Linked DNA regions of Mus musculus: region 2 is linked to region 1. A link is a contact called in public HiChIP or PLAC-seq data. All regions are on one chromosome and are shown on one strand. The core of a region is the stretch at or near the end of the contact, and the rest is flanking DNA. Distances in the headings are between cores, read along the strand shown.

Region 1 (3,029 bases), core at 332-2,831:
ACTAGGGTTGCACGGGTGGGGAGAGGAGACGGCACAGCTGCCATAGAAAGCAGTTTGGCAATCTCTGAAAAAAATTAAAAAAAAAAAAAAAAGCCAAACCAAGCATAATCAATCACGTGACCCAGCAACTTGAAATTCACACACCCACCTCCCCCATCCTGGGCTCCTTCCTGTGTACATGCCCCATGGACATGCATTCATCACCAAGGTCCTGGTGTATACAGCTGGCATGCAATTGTGTTCAAGACCCTTGTATATATAGTGGTGTGACATCGTTGCAGAGACCTTGTTTTCAGAATTGGTGTGCAGTCATCACTGGGACCCACCCCTGTGTATACAGTGGTGTGCAATCATGGCTGAAACGATTTTTGTATACAGTGGTGTGTGTTAGGCTGCACAGGTGCAGGGGGGCTACAGCCAGGCTCTATGAGTAGCACTTCAGCCTGGTTTGTTTGGCTTCTGATCTGGGCTCTGTAAACACAGCTCCTTTCTGAACACCATGTGCTGGGAGCGAGCAGGCGTCCTGCGTCTGCCTCCTGCCCATCCGGCCTCGCGGTTTGGTTGTGTTTTGTGTTTGTTTTCCACTTATTTCTTAACTTATTTTTTGGCAGGCAGGAGGAGAAACCAGGGAGGGAAAAAGTGAGCCGGATTCCTGGATGTTAATAGGAAGATAGGAGTGAGACATGGTTCTCTAGGAGGCTGAGGAGAAAACTGAAGTTCAAGGCCAGACTGGGCCGCTTAGGGACGCCTTGTCTCAAAATAAACAGTAAAAGGGAACGTGGTCAGAGAGGAGTCCCTGCCTGGAATCCCCAGTGAGGGGCTGTGGGGGTGGCCAAGGAGAGGGTCCACTCCTTACACGCTAGATCCAGCCTAGAATCCCTCATGTCCAGCTCCCCCCCCACTCCCCCCTGCCCCGCCCCCCACCCAGTCATATCCAGCCTCCAACTTTCACCGACCCAGTCTGGACGTTAATTTTTCTTCCTGAATTAGACAGAGTTCATTTCCAATCCAGTCTTTAGACACACACACACACACACACACACACACACACACACACACACACGCGTGCGCCGTCTCATGTAGCCCAGGCTGGCTTCACACTCACTCTGGGTGACCCTGGGTTCCATCCTCCTGCCTCTGCCTGCAGAAGCTGGCCACAGAACTCGGTTTCTGTGGTGCAAAGGATGGAGCTCTCAACCCCAGCCACTTCCGTCTCATCCCTTCATGAACACGCGGGGGTGGGGTGGGGCTGGCACAGGGGGCACCAGGGAGTCCCTGGGACCACACCACCCCGAGGCCCTGATCTTAATCCTTTCCTTTGCTGGTTTCTGGCTCCCGCACTGGAAAGGGACAGGCAGACACACAGCCTGGTTCCCTCCTATTCCCATATCCAGGCCCTGCGGGGAGGGAGGTGGGTATCTTCCCAGCTGAGACCTCCCCAGGGTTGGCTTCCTTCTCCCACCTGGGGACCCTTGTCTCTTTCCCCCACCCTTTCCCCAGCATTCCCCACATTCCGGTCCCCTGACACAGGATTCCAAGCTGGCCCGGGACTTTCTCAGCAGCAGAGAAGACTGCGGGAGGGGAGGGGCGGCTGTGCTTTCCCAGCCTGTGGGAGTGGCGGTGTCCCAGCTATGAGAGCTATGCCCGGCATGCACAGGTTCTCCAGCATTTTTGGATCTGAATGTCATTGTTTCCTAAAGTGGATTGCGGGGGGGGGGGGGGGCGCGGACGTTAATGGCCCCCTCAGCTCTACTTTAGAGCCATTGTAGCCTGGGGAGATAGCCCAGGCTATATCACACTGCACTGACTGCTTCAGCAGAGGACTCCAGTTAGGTTCCTAAACCCACATGGGGTTCACAACCCTCTGTGACTCCAAGCTCCGGGGGCGGGGGGGGGGGGGGGGAGACGCCCCCTTCTGGCTGCTCTTGGAAGTACACAAGGCATTGTGTGAGTTTTAGGCCAATTGTACTGCAGAAACAAAATTTAGCCAGGTGTGAACCATACCTTTAATCTCCTTAGAGGCAAGAGGATCTTTGTGAGTTCAAGGCCAGCCTGGTGCCTATAAAACCTTGTCTCAATCAATCATCAATTAATGCTACAAAGTGCACAGCTTGGAAGACAGCCATGTGGGTAAAGGACCTGAGTTCAATCTCAGAGCTAGGTCAACGCTCCCAGCCTAGGTTCACGCAGCATTGATTTAATTCCAGTTTTGTTTTTCTTTTGAGCCTTGGTCTCACTGATGATCCCAGGCTGGCCTCAAAGTTGTGACAGTCCCTCTGCCTCAGCCTCCAGATTTGGGTAGACAGGTACTGCAGAGGGTGGATGGAGTTACTCATGGCTGGTGCTGGGCTCAGTGCAGAGCACTTGCTTGGCATGCTTAAACCCTGGGTCTATCCCAGCAGGTCAGGAGTTCAAGGCTATCCTCAGCTACTTAGGGAATTTCAAGCCAGCCTGGGTTACATGAGACCCCATCTGACAAGGAAAGGAAAGAGGGCTGGTGAGAGGGCTCAGTGGTGAAGGGGCTTGTTGCCAAGCCTGATAACCAGATTCAGTCCTCCTCAGGACCCACTTAGTGGAAGGAAACAACAGACTCCCCAAAGCTGCCCTTCGACTTCCACACATGTGCACTTGTAAAGAGTTCCGGGTCTGCCGAGCTTCAGAGCAAGGCTGTCTCCACAAACACACAATGAGCTGGTGACAGTGTCAGGCAAAGAACTCCAAGCTACATAGGAGGCTGAGGCAGGAAGATTGCTTCAATGCAGAAGCTTGAGACCAACCAGGTCACAGAAATTTCCACCACCCTAGACCGTCTCTTCATTATTGTTATTGTTGTTGTTATTGCTTGAGCCAGAGTCTCATGTAGCCAAGGCTAGCCTCAAACTTCCTATGTGGACAAGGATAACCTTGAACTCCTGATCTTTCTGCTTTTGCCTCCCAAGTACTTGGATAACAACTTTGCAACCCCATGCCCCATGCTGTACATGGAACCCAGGGATTCAGCATGCTGAGCAAGCACCCTGCCCACTGAG
Region 2 (3,345 bases), core at 216-2,715, 81 kb after region 1:
TCTTCCTGCATTATAGAAGGTTTGAGCCATCATGTGGGGGCTAGGAATTGAACTCAAGACCTCTGAAAGTGCAGTGATCTTACCCTCTGAGCCATCTCTTAGCCCCAGAAATAAAATTTAAAAAACAAAATCTGCCAGACAGTGGTGGTACACGCCTTTAATCCCAGCCCCTAGGGGGCAGAGGTACACAGATCTCTGAGTTGGAGGCTAGCCTGATCTACAGAGCAAGTTTCAGGACAGTCAGAGCTACACAGAGAAACTGTCTCAAAAAAACAAAAAACAAAACAAAACAAAACAATAAAACCACCACCAACAACAACAACAAAAAACAAAATAACACAACAGAAGCAAACGGATAGTGTGTGGGTGCTGAGTCTTAGCCATCCGTCGGGATGGATTTGTGGATTCATGGGTAGAGGGATCATCCCAATGGGCTGTATCGCTCAGTGGGTAGAGCACTCCCTGCAGGCATTGGCCCTGGGTGGTGGCATGGTGGTGCACATCTCTAGTCCCAGCACTTCGGAGAATGAGACAGAGACCATGAGTTTAAAGTTATCCTTAGCAGTGAGAGTTTGAGGCTAGCACGGGCTACGTCAGACCCTTCTCTTTCTCAAAAACCAGGAAAATCCCTCAAAAATGATCGCAAAGGTTTGTGTGCCACTTGGACTGACAGGAAACCCTCAAAGGGGTAGAGCACGAGGGGAGATGAGAATGCTACTGCACGTGACAGGCACAGCCACTAGGGGGCAGCATTCAGCCACATCAGACTGCAGTAACCTAGCCCGTCCAGAAAAGCTTAATACATATTAGTACAGTTGGGGACTGTAGGACAATTATCAATGTATTCTGTTATCTTTTATCAATACAGGGTTTCTCTGTGCAGCTCTGGCTGTCCTAGACTTTATCTGTAGACCAGGTTGGCCTCAAACTCACAGAGATCAAAGGGTGTATGCCACAACTGCCTGGCCAATTAAATTTTTTCCACACAAGTTCCCCAGTTTGTACCCATTATCACTGTATCACCATGCTAACAGGCATGAGCCCAGCCTCTCCTAAGCCACACCCCTGTAGTCCTGCCTGACCCTCCTGCTGCCTTAAGCTGTCAAAACTGACATATCTGTTCCCTCCCCATTCGACCACAGGACTGCCCGCCCACCCGCTCCTTCTTGTCATTGCAAACACTTCCTGCATACCCAGCATATTCTTGGACCCCAGAGCCTGTCCTTGCCACTGCTGGATCTGGCTGGAAGGTCAGCCCTTTGACACTTGGGATGTCCTTTTGCATCCGAGGACCCAGGCCTTCTTCCTGCCACTTACCTGAAAGGACTCCCAGGGTCACGATGGCCATGCTGATGCCCACCACTGCGATGACAGCCGTTCGACAAGGGCCAGGGTCTGGAGCAGATACAGAGACAGCCTTTGTCACCTCTGGCACAAGTTGTAAGTCTGGTGCAGTGGGCTCCATGGCTCGGCAAAGGTAAGCTCCAGCTAGACACCTGCAAGAGAAAAAGAACAAAAAATGGACAAAGGATTTATCTGACATTCAGCCACACTTGGCCCTGGACTCCTGATCAACTGACTCCACTTCCAGAGTGCAGGGGTGACAGGCATGCACCCAGCATTCCCTGACACCCATGTGGACCCAAGTGCACCCTTTGCTAATCCTGGTATCCCAAGGCTGAGGCCAAGCCAATTTGTCCCATCCTTAAGGAGACTTGATCTGCCTGAAATGGCCACTCAGACCCTTGTGACCGCCATGCACAGCAGAGGGGACAGGTCAGTGGCCCCACTATGACATCACTTAAGCTACAGAGATTCTGGGTGAGACGCAACCATATCCCCAAATCATCACTGAAGTGAGAGACAGGAGCCATGCTGCAGCTCTGACCAGTGAGCTCTCGGCCTCGGGCTGCAGGGGAGACCTCCGTGACAGTCCACATACACACAGATGTACACACAGATGCACACACAGGCGACCACACACATGCAAACACACCCACACACATTCATGCACACATATGCATACACACATGCGCACACATACATATACGTGCACATACACACATGCATGCACACATGTGGATATGTGTGTGCATAACACATATACACATGCACATGTGTGTGTGCACACAGGCATGCACACACGAGCACACACGCATTACTGTGCTCACACACACCCCTTGCTCATCCCTTCCCTGAGGACTTGCTCTTAGTGAGTGCTAAGCATGCCATGCCATTCAGCCCTTCCCACAGTAATTACTGCAGAGCTGCCTTGCCCACAGACACAGAGCCCTGAAAAGGGGCTGATGCAACTCTGTGAACCTCGGGAGACCTGAGCTGGGGAGACCAGGCTACCAAGAACTGCTTCACCAGAACCAAGCATGGTAGCACACACCTGTCATCCCAGCATCCAGGAAGCTGAGGCAGGGGGATTTCTATGAGTTCCAGGCAAGGCTGGACTGCCAAGTGAGACATTGTAGCCAAAAATGGGGAGGAGGTAGATGCAGGCCATGGAACACAGACTACTTCCTGGTCAGCTCTGATCCTCAACAGGGGACCAGGATCCTGGCTTTGGGAGACCAAGTCTACCCTGACACTTGGTCTGTAAGTAGGGTTTGTTGGGGGTAAACATGGCATACGTTCAGCACTTCTGTGCATTGGTGACACAGGGGCTGTCTAGCAGTGTCCTCTCAATGGAGGCACTTCCTCCTGAGGGAAGGCTCCCTGAGACTCACAGACTTCCTGAAACTCCCATGATTCATAATGGTAGGGAGAGGGGACTAAGTCAGGCATCAGGAAACCCCAAACTGCCTCTAAGTCACCCACACTCAGTGAACTCACAGGTTGCCTGAGCTCAGTCTATAGGATCAGTTCTGTGGTCTGAGGTCGGTGCCCTGTCTTCAGTGAAGTGGTGGCTGCACACATCTCCCCAGGAAACACTGAGTGAGCAGGTCGGGCACTGAAGGAGCTATGAGTATAAAATGGTAGCTTTCTCTGCCTGATGTGGAACACCAGCTAAGTTCTGAGCCTACAGCTGCTGCAAGGAACAAGGGATCCTCACAGAGCAGCGAGCAAAACGCCACTGAACAATGTGCGTGGACACCATATCTAAAGGTTGTTATAGAGCTGGGAGGTGGTGGCCCACACCACAGAGGCAGGCGGATCTCTGAGTTTGAGGCCAGCCTGGTCCTCTGGATGACAGAGAAACTCAGTCACAAAACAAACAAACAAAACAGGTGTTATTAGGGATGGACTGCAGAGACGGCTCAGCAGTTAGAACACTGGCTGCTCTTGCAGCTGCCCTGGTTCAGTTCCTGGCACCAACAACGACCTGTGACTCCAGTT

What was found. HiChIP or PLAC-seq counts read pairs in DNA pulled down with a chosen protein or histone mark.
Region 2: an H3K27ac HiChIP or PLAC-seq map of embryonic stem cells shows a contact between it and region 1, with 9 read pairs. The contact joins the promoter of Tmprss9 here to the enhancer-like site in region 1. A contact is called at or near these places in 1 of 39 promoter capture datasets (embryonic stem cells), 1 of 15 datasets of contacts at CTCF or cohesin (embryonic stem cells), 7 of 484 Hi-C or Micro-C datasets (CD4 T cells, the G1E-ER4 cell line, bone marrow-derived macrophages and 2 more), 3 of 115 datasets of contacts at active chromatin or transcription factors (embryonic stem cells and pancreatic cancer cells) and 1 of 9 other capture datasets (adipose tissue).

The regions. Positions count from the first base shown.
Region 1 is chr10:80,959,848-80,962,876 of GRCm38.p6, reverse strand. All of the region lies in intron 2 of Gng7 (guanine nucleotide binding protein (G protein), gamma 7), which reads left to right. Among named protein-coding and RNA genes, the nearest start is that of Gadd45b, 31 kb to the right of the region's middle. Within about 2 kb of position 1,581, at least 156 of the 459 cell types and tissues checked have an H3K27ac peak or open chromatin away from gene starts, as enhancers often do. A contact at or near this core is called in adipose tissue, embryonic stem cells, nephron progenitors and 1 more, where this site is marked.
Region 2 is chr10:80,877,936-80,881,280 of GRCm38.p6, reverse strand. Tmprss9 (transmembrane protease, serine 9) reads right to left here and starts at 1,465. Exons shown (of 18, transcript NM_001081688.2): 1 at 1,318-1,465. The coding sequence starts at 1,465.